Linked DNA regions of Gossypium hirsutum: all the other regions are linked to region 2. A link is a contact called in public Hi-C data. All regions are on one chromosome and are shown on one strand. Each heading gives the region's core, a stretch centred on a gene start, on an enhancer-like site or on the middle of the called end of the contact. The rest is flanking DNA. Distances are from core to core; before and after follow the strand shown. Region 1 holds the start of LOC107928768. Region 2 holds the start of LOC107920268 (ethylene-responsive transcription factor CRF2). Region 3 holds the start of LOC107928779 (probable WRKY transcription factor 41).

Region 1 (3,103 bases), core at 238-2,737, 550 kb after region 2:
TTGATAATAAATTTTTATATATTAGTCCTTTCAAAAAAAATTATTTATTACTTCTGCATATATAATTAACTAAAAACACAATGCAATATTTGTTGGATTCTATTTTACCTTTATGATTTTCAAACAAACCAGATCAGATTTTCAGGTACTAGTGAAAACAATAATTATTACGGAATCAAAATAAAAATGGTAGCTCCTAGCTGCCTCAATTAATTTCACCTTTCTGGCTTCGCATTCATAGTTCACATGATATCACAGCAGTTAGAAACCCTGTTTTTTTTTTCCGGATTAAGTTTTAACGTGTGTTCATACTTCATCTAAGAGTCATTCGATCTTAATTAATCTATCAACAATGTCGGAGGTATACGTAGATATAATTATTTTTCATTATGATTTCTTTCATAGGGAGGCAAATTTAAAAATTAACTTTAATTATTTATAGAATAAATCACTACAAATTAAATTTGATAACCAAATATTTAAATTTAATTCAAACCAGAAAAACAAAATTAAAAACAATTTGATATTGACTTTTTTTTTTAATTTTCACCTTAGAATCAATCATTAAAACTAATGAATTGAATAATTAAATTAGCTAAACTTAAACAAACTCATTATTTATGCATAATTTGAGATATCAAAATTTTAAAGCCCCAATTTTGTTATAAACTAAAATCTCATTGACTTAAGTAGATTATGACACATCCCTAATATTGAAAGTTAAAAATAAACATCACAAAACATCATGACGTTTGAGATATTTGTCACCATAAGGTAAAAAATAAATTTGAATTATTTGTTTCATTGTATAAACGTCATGAAATTTTCACCCTAGATTATACCTAAAATCAATGTTGATTTATTTTTGAAATATGACGAAACATTATTTTTTGTATAGTGAATGTGGGTGAATTATTAAAAGTTTTATGTAAAAAATAAACGAAACTATAAAATTAAAATATGTGTGATTTATTATGTTTTAGATTCAAATTTCACTATATTTTTTTATTAATTTTTAAAATATAAAAGAAAAAAATAACCTCTTCATAATAAAATTTATTTTGTAGAAAATAATTTTCAAATATTTTTTTAACTAAAGTAGTGCTCAAGTCGAGACACCAAATTAGTAATAAGCTTAAATATAAGAAAAACTATTTAATAATTCTTCCCATCTTATGGGTTCAATTAACCACGAATTTTAAATATAACTCGAAAATTATAATAGAATTAAATTTAATTAATTTAGTATGCAAAAGAAGTGTCATATCTCTCAACCATCTTTGAATAAATGCAATCTTAGCAACATGGAAACTTCTTCCGTTTTTAATGGTTGATATGAAGACATCCGTGAACGCGGTAACACACTCGTTTTCTTCTTCTTTTTTTTCCCTTCGGCATAAACCAACTCCCTCAAGGAAAATCAGTCAATCACAAACTCCTTTCTTGTTTTCTCACTTTCTTTTTTGTTTTCCCTCTTACCAAACAAGATGGAGAAATCCCTAGCACAATACCAGAATCACCATCCCCAGGAGAAGAAGGAAAAACTTCAACAACAACAACAACAAAAGCAAAGTCAAAACCAGGAGAAGGCCAAGCAGCATCCTGTTTGGGACTGTGGTAGCAATCTTTATGACTCGTTTGAACTCAACTCCTTCAACCGTCAACTCGACTCAGCAATCCATTCAAGAACCATGTCCATGCCTCATCTAGTCGACAGAGCTCCTCCACAGTCAACCGCCTCTGCCCTTCCGCCTCCAGTTTCCAAGAAGCAGTTTTCCAAGTTCTCTCGGTCTATTCAAAAACTCTTCAAATCCATGTTTAGATTCAGACAAAGTTCGAGTTCTTCCATTATGTGGCTGAAACAAAGATCGCACGACGACTACTACGTGGTTTACGACAAGACAGGTTCGCTCACAACCATCCCTGAGGTCCCGGAGATTGATTTTGGAGGGCTTTCGCCGGAGATTAACGCCTTGGTTGCTAAGAGAACTGCATCCGAAAGATTCACTGCAGCCTCCACTGTCGGTATTTCATGTGCTTGAATTACAAAAACTATAAAGAAGCATATACAGATTACTGATAGTATATCTGCACAATGAAGATGCAGTCAAATAGTTTGTGGATATTTTTTTAACAATATTTTGAAGTTTTTTTAGGATGTTTTCTTTTAGTCCTTAAGGTTAGGTTACTTGGTGTTTTGAACTTTGACCTATTCATATCTAATTAATGAACTGGATTGAGTCATTTCTTTATGATCTTTTGTTGGCCAAACTTCGTGATTAGCGTTCTCGTTTTGTTGGTTAATTAATCTACCGGAAGGGAATTAAGCGATCTATAAGTTCTACCTACTCCAGTGACTGTAATGGCTCAAACCACCATTGTCGCTGCTATGAGGTGGTCTAAGTTTTTTCATAGTTGTCGCATAATCAAAACATGTTTTTGTTTTACCAAAAAAAAAAAACATGTTTTTGTTGCTGAAATGTGGGAAAGAAATTAAGGTTTTTCTTTCATATAATATGCTAGAACTGAAGGGTATTCATTTGCTTTATGTATGTGGTCACTATGCATAGCTAGCAAATGACTGGGAACTTTTATCTAGCAAAAACCATTAATACTACACCAGTTTAATTCCCGATAAATTTTTGTTTTAATCACTTAATTAGAAAAAAATACAATTTGATTACTAATATTTTTAAAGTTATTTTTTTAGTCTTGGACTATTAAGTAGCTTACAATGGTACTTTTTTAATTGCTATAATAATAATTTTAGTTCTCATTTATACTTTTGACAATTAACCCTAATTATATATATAAATAATAATAATAAACCTCAAATTTATTTAAAAACTAGAAAATTTTATAAAAAATTTCAAGTTATTGCTAGGTTATTACAACAACAACTATTTAGCGTTGCCATAAAATCATAAAACGAATAAAAAAAATAGATCAATTTCAATCTCTTAACAAAATATTCATCTTATATAAAGATTAAATATGATTAAAAATTAATGTTCATGCAAGAAAACTCAAGATTCTATCGTAGTAAAGCTCAAGATTGTTTGATATTGTGATATAAGAACGAAATAATCATTTAGTAAAATCC
Region 2 (2,953 bases), core at 338-2,837:
AGAGGAATTGAACCCAAGACTTAAGTTAAAAATACTAACACTTAACCACTTAACAAAAAACTTAATTTGTCAATTTTTGGTGAAAGAATGTTTTGTAAAACGCGTTTTTATTGACACGACAATGAAAACACACTTTATAAAACACGCTTTTCCTTTTTTTTTTTTTAAAATAGCGTAGATCGATAAATTTCGAAAGTTTCAGCATACTTTCTCAAATTATTTTCTTTTCGGCATATATATATTAGCGTATAGAAACTCATCTAAATTTCTCATTCAAATAAAGAGAAAAGAACACGAGAAAACAACGTTCAAATAAGTAACTGTCCCTAACAAATTGAGAAACTCAGTAAATTCCTGTCTTTATTTACCTTAAATTCTCCTAACCGATAAAAAGAAGAAAAAGGAAAATGTGATTCATCATCGCGTGATCTAATTAAAAAGTTGTACGTTAAATCTATACCGTAAAAACACCAAATATTGTTGTTATTTTTTAGGGTTTAATTATATCTAAGACTATTAAATTATTTGTAAGTTTACTTTTGATCACTCAATTTTAAAAAGTTACAAAATAGTCATTAAACTATTCAAAAAAATTCATTTATGTCACTTAACTATTCAAAAAATTTTATTTAAGTTATTGAGCTTTAATCCTTTTTAAAGTCCGGCTAGCAAGCTACAAGTGGCGATTTGACAATCGGTATGATAAATTAGTACCCATCAAAGAGTAGAAAAATATATGCTAGATCTAAGTAGATTTGACAGTTAGGGTCATAGATCAAGGAATAATATTGTTTGGATTTTATTCACAGATTCGTAATGTTTAAAATTGTTCCATAAAAAAAATAAACTGTGAAAGAGAAGGAAAATGAGAGATTTCGATTGATGCAGGTAATGCAAACATAAAATGCTATATGGCAACGATTTTAATAGTCCAATTACTTAAATGAAAACTTTTACATAGTTCAATAACCATTTTATAATTTTTTAAAATTGAGTAACCAAAACATAAACTTATTAATAGTTTAATTAGCTTAGTCAAATTTATCCTATTAAATGATACGTTGCTAATTAGATAAATTGACCCTATGTTTCATCTGACGGCTAATATTTACTGTCGGCAGAACAAGTTGTTGGAGCCAATCAAAACTCGGGGCTACTCAAAGAAATAATAATAAATACTAGACACGTTTCAACCTCACACTGTGCTTGAATACATTCGAAAAAATACCCTCCCTACACACCACAGCGTGGTCATTAAATAAAAAGGTTAAAAAAATAGCACCACGTTAGTCTCAGTTGTAGTAAAATTTACCAGCTGTATAACTGCTTGGTCTGCAGCAGCTGTAATCTAACCAACTCTGGCAGTCATAAAATGACGAAAATGCCTATACAAGGTAAAAAAACGGAAGATTAACTAAGGAATTATGGAGGCAATTAAAGGTAGGAGTGGGTGTTAATCATTAACTACCGGTTCTAATTTTAGTCAAAGGGAGAGGAGTGGACTGACCCGAGTGTCTGGTGTCACGTGACCTGAATCTCTGATTTCAAGATTAAATCTTTTTTGGACAACACCTAGACACCTAGTCAGCATTCCCCCCGGTTCACCCTCCCGTTGGATCTTTCTGTTTTCAGCCGGAATCTCATTATCGCCGATATGTCCCCGCCCTTTCTCTAACAACTTTTTTAAAAAAATGAATAAATAAATAAAAATATATGGCATTTTAACCTTGAGCAAATTACGGCTGGTCCTATAAAATAGCTCAACTTTCGGTATATGCCTCAAATCTCTGCTTCATTTTTTCTGTCTTTTTACTCTCTTATCTATCAAAAGAGCTATTCTTCACTCCTCTTTGCGTTCTTTTCCCTTTTCCTTTTTCTTTTCCGTTTCCCTTTCTTTCTTTTAAGAATTTTCTTTTTCTTTATGTTTCCTGGAGAAAGTACTGTATATCATCAGAAAGCAATTTGTGTTCTTAGTTTCTTTTAGGGTTTGGTTTTGAAAGTTACCCAAAATAGCAAGTCTGTGCTCTGTCAAGTGACTAAGAAAAGGCACTGTCTAGTGGTTTTTTTTTGCTCGCGGCATCTTCCCTTTTTCTTTTATCCTCTGCAACTTTTACCTACAGTTTTCTTTCTTTTCTTCTTTTTCTTCGCTCCGTTCTCCCACTACTGGTTTTTGCCATCGGGGTGCTTTCCGTACTGCTTGTTTAAGCGCACTATCGTTTTTTTGGGGATAACTTTCCTTGAAATTTCTCGTGCTCTTAAGTACTTTTTGAGTAAAACTTTTAACAGATTAATGGTGGGCTTCTCTTCATTTCCAGCTTCTCATTAACGTGTTCATTGTTCAGCTTTCCTTTTTAGCCCTTTATTCTCCTGGTGTCAAGTCTCAAAGGAATCCCTTCTTTTCCCTCCGCTTTTATTTGACTCCCCTTCCCACTCTCTCTCAATGAGACCAAGTAATAGAAGTTGAAAACCTGCATATACAAAGGCAAAATCGAAAAAAAAAGAATGGATCATTGTTCTGTTTCTTCAATCAAATACACAGAACATCGCAATCAAACCAAGCTCCTTTCACCACTGTTAAATGTCAAAGTCGAAAACCAACCAGAAATGAAGCCTCGAATTGTTCGGATATCAGTTACTGATGCTGACGCTACTGATTCCTCCAGCGACGAAGACGAAGAACAAACAACCCGAAGAGTCAAGAAATTCGTGAACGAGATAACTATCGGTTCATCATCATGTCCTGCCCAGAACGACGCTGCTTTCAGAAGTAAATCGTCGACTTTGTCCAGGAATTCTAGAAAAAGGCCGGCGGCTGTTGCTGTAGCAAAAGCGTCCTCGGCTAAGGTATTACCAGCCGGGAAGAAATTCAGAGGAGTAAGGCAACGGCCTTGGGGAAAATGGGCGGCTGAGATCAGGGACCCGCTAAGGCGTGTACGTTTATGGTTGGGTACCT
Region 3 (3,014 bases), core at 399-2,898, 990 kb after region 2:
GTTGTTATGGACAACTTATTTGGATTATAAATGGCCATTGCGTAAAATACTCCTTTGCTAATTGCAATGAAGTTGCAGTGAGTGTTAGAAGGACCTTTGCATTTTGGTGAAAATCTGAGCACTAGTATTATGGAATTTCGATAAGAACAAATATCAAAACTTGTTATCTGAGGAAATTTCTCAAAACCAACATAGAAATGAAAGGGAGATGTATTGTACAATAGTTCTTCGCAGAACACACGGCTCACCATGAACCTACTTTGGTTATTGGAACCCGAATTTGACATCTACTGTTACTCTTATTCGATAGCGGAAAAGAGTTAGGAGAAAAATCCCGGGGTGTCAAATGGGAAATTCGGGTCCAACTCCACTTGGTCCAGCGAAAAATCCAAGTCCATAATTGGAGAATTGGTGGCCGAAGTGTTGGCTGAAACCAACTCGGTGAGATCAGATTTAGAATGCTGTGTGTTAAGCACCCCTTGGAAGTTGTTCATCTGAGAAATTGAAAAGTAGTTTAATTCTGGTGTATCGGGAGACATGAACGGCGATGAAAAGCTGCCGAAGATATTGTTGTAATCAAGTACTCCTGAAGGTGAAAAGCTATGGTTTTCGCTCTTTATACACCCAAATGATGTTGAAGCAAAAGAGAATGGGGGTGCCATCTCTTTATTGTCTAAGCCCTCAATATTGACTCTTAGGCCTGCTCGAAACTCTGAGAGGACATCTTGTGATTGCAATGGTTGGTAATTGGTATTATTAAGGCCGTTTGTGTTTGATTTATGTTGTTTTTCTGGGGATGGAACTGCGTGGTTGCCATTTGCACATGTGTGAATTCCTCTGTATGTGACCTCAAAGAGGGTCGGATCTTCATCTGATCTCTGGACTTGCTTTGTAGCCCAGCAGTTTTGGGTGTTTCGATAGGTGCATCTGTAATAGCTTCTGCAAAAGTAAACATTCCATCATCAGGGTTTTGACTAATACAAAATTCCAGCATTTTACATGGGAAAAGGGTCATTCACCTAGGATATTTGGCTCCAAGGATATCCTTTTGCCCGTATTTTCTCCAACTGTAGCCATCATCATGAGGACCCTCCAGCAGGTTTTCAGAGCTCACTCTCACCTGATCCGTCCACCTAGGCATCATCTTTCTGCAAAACCCAGTTCCAGGAATCATTTAGCAGACTCAAATTTACAACTTACAAAATTTGCAATAACATACAAGAATGATTAACTTGTAGCTTGCAAATTCACCTCTTCTTTGAGACATCTCTGATATCCTGGTTATCCTTTTCTAAATCATCACTCCTGGGGCTGCCGTTGATGGTTAGAGGAGACTCTGGCACACAAGTTATTCCTCCTACATTTTGTTGTGGCTGTTCCGTAGGCCTGCTCAGTTTTAAAATCAGAAGAGCTTTTTCATAGGAAGATAAGATCTTCTGTAGTAGCAAGTCCCTGGATTCAACAGAAGATGATGATGCACCCAAATGCAACCTTAGCTGTTTTGCTAATTGCATTCCTTGAATCAGCTCGCTCACCAGTGTCCCCTGCTCCCACTTCCACATGTTCTCCATTTTTCTTTTCCTTTTCTTCTTTCCTTCCACTGTAAGAAAATAGAGAGGGATTCCTTGTTTGGAACTTGGGAATACTAATTCATGACCTGCTATAGACCGGGTAAATTTGGTTATGAAGAAGAAAAAACTTCTCCAAGGATCACAAGCAGAAGCAGCCAAAGGGATTGAAATAGCCTAAATGGTGAAGAGCAAGAAGTAACAACCATGGAACTTGGCCTGAATGTTAAGTTTTGATTAACTAAAAGCTGGAAAATGTTTGAACTTGTCTATGCTGAGGTTTAAGCAAAGAGGGAGTAGGAGAGTGAAAGGTTGTGGGTTTGAATAAGAAATTGAAACTCTGGGGCTTTTAAAGGAACTTCATTGGAGTTTTGGATTAGAAAAAATGGTTGTTGGAATAGAAAGTTTGAAGTTTGACCAAAAGAAACCGAGTTTTTCAGCATAGACTAGTCTTTGGTCATGATAAACTAGAATAAGATTAGTGGACTGAAGAGTGAGGTAAGGTCAAAACTCCAATTGCTGACCAAGTCGCCAATTTCTGACCAAGTCTCCCTTCAATTTTACATCTAAAATATCCCAAGTGTAATTAGGATCACAAATGCTTATAAACCGAGATGAGTTTAATAATAAAAATATATTCAAATCTAAACTAAAATAAATTTAATACAACCTACATGTGATAGAACTAAGGTTGTTTTTGAATTGCCTATGGTGATGTTGAAAACAATGGTAACAATAAATTTAAATAGCATAGCGATAAAATTAAAATTAATTGTAGGAAGAGTAGTTTTAAAAAAAAATTTATTTGCCTTTTTTTCAATATTTTATTATATCTTTATAGAACATTTGTAAACTTTGATTGTGGAGTTTAAAAATTCTTGTAATAAACATTTTTCATTATATTTATGTTAAATTATAATTAAAATTATTACACATATATTTATATTAAAAGTTAAATCATTAAAAATATTTGTATAATAGTTATACTAAATAATAAAATATATAATGAAATTATGTTATATAAAATAATAATTAAATTAAATTAATATAAAAAGTAAATTGAAAAATACAATAATGAATAAAAGTGATAAAACAATAATTATATCACTTAACTGCAATTGTTGGAGCTAAAAGCTCCAGCCAAAATTTTGACAAGCAGTGAGACAATCTCATTGGACTGTTGGTTCGCCAAACATCATGCGTTCCAATGAAAACAAAAAATCTTCAAAATTCAACGCACCAGAGCAAAAAGCTATGCCAGGGGAAGCCTTAAAATAAAATAAATCTAATACTTATTTAATTTAAATTATGTTATTTGTCCTTATGTCTTTACTTTTATTTAAATTCTTATATTTTATAAAACTTAAAATTTTAGCTCTTATTAAACTATAATTATTAAATTTATTTAGTTAACATCTTTTATTTTCAAATTTAATATGGCGAACA

The links. Hi-C and Micro-C count contacts between places; a contact is called where the count stands out from the background.
Region 1: a Hi-C map of leaf shows a contact between it and region 2, with 2.5 times the contacts expected there. The contact joins the promoter of LOC107928768 here to the promoter of LOC107920268 in region 2. A contact is called at or near these places in 3 of 34 Hi-C or Micro-C datasets (all in leaf).
Region 3: a Hi-C map of leaf shows a contact between it and region 2, with 3 times the contacts expected there. The contact joins the promoter of LOC107928779 here to the promoter of LOC107920268 in region 2. A contact is called at or near these places in 2 of 34 Hi-C or Micro-C datasets (both in leaf).

Annotation. Positions count from the first base shown.
Region 1 is chrA08:75,727,751-75,730,853 of Gossypium_hirsutum_v2.1, forward strand. LOC107928768 reads left to right here and starts at 1,488. Exons shown (of 1, transcript XM_016860035.2): 1 at 1,488-2,042. The coding sequence starts at 1,488. The coding sequence ends at 2,042.
Region 2 is chrA08:75,181,263-75,184,215 of Gossypium_hirsutum_v2.1, forward strand. It overlaps LOC107920268 (ethylene-responsive transcription factor CRF2), which reads left to right and starts at 1,588. Exons shown (of 1, transcript XM_016849921.2): 1 at 1,588-2,953. The coding sequence starts at 2,503.
Region 3 is chrA08:76,170,287-76,173,300 of Gossypium_hirsutum_v2.1, forward strand. It overlaps LOC107928779 (probable WRKY transcription factor 41), which reads right to left and starts at 1,649. Exons shown (of 3, transcript NM_001327291.1): 1 at 1,252-1,649; 2 at 1,020-1,148; 3 at 195-939. The coding sequence starts at 1,571. The coding sequence ends at 321.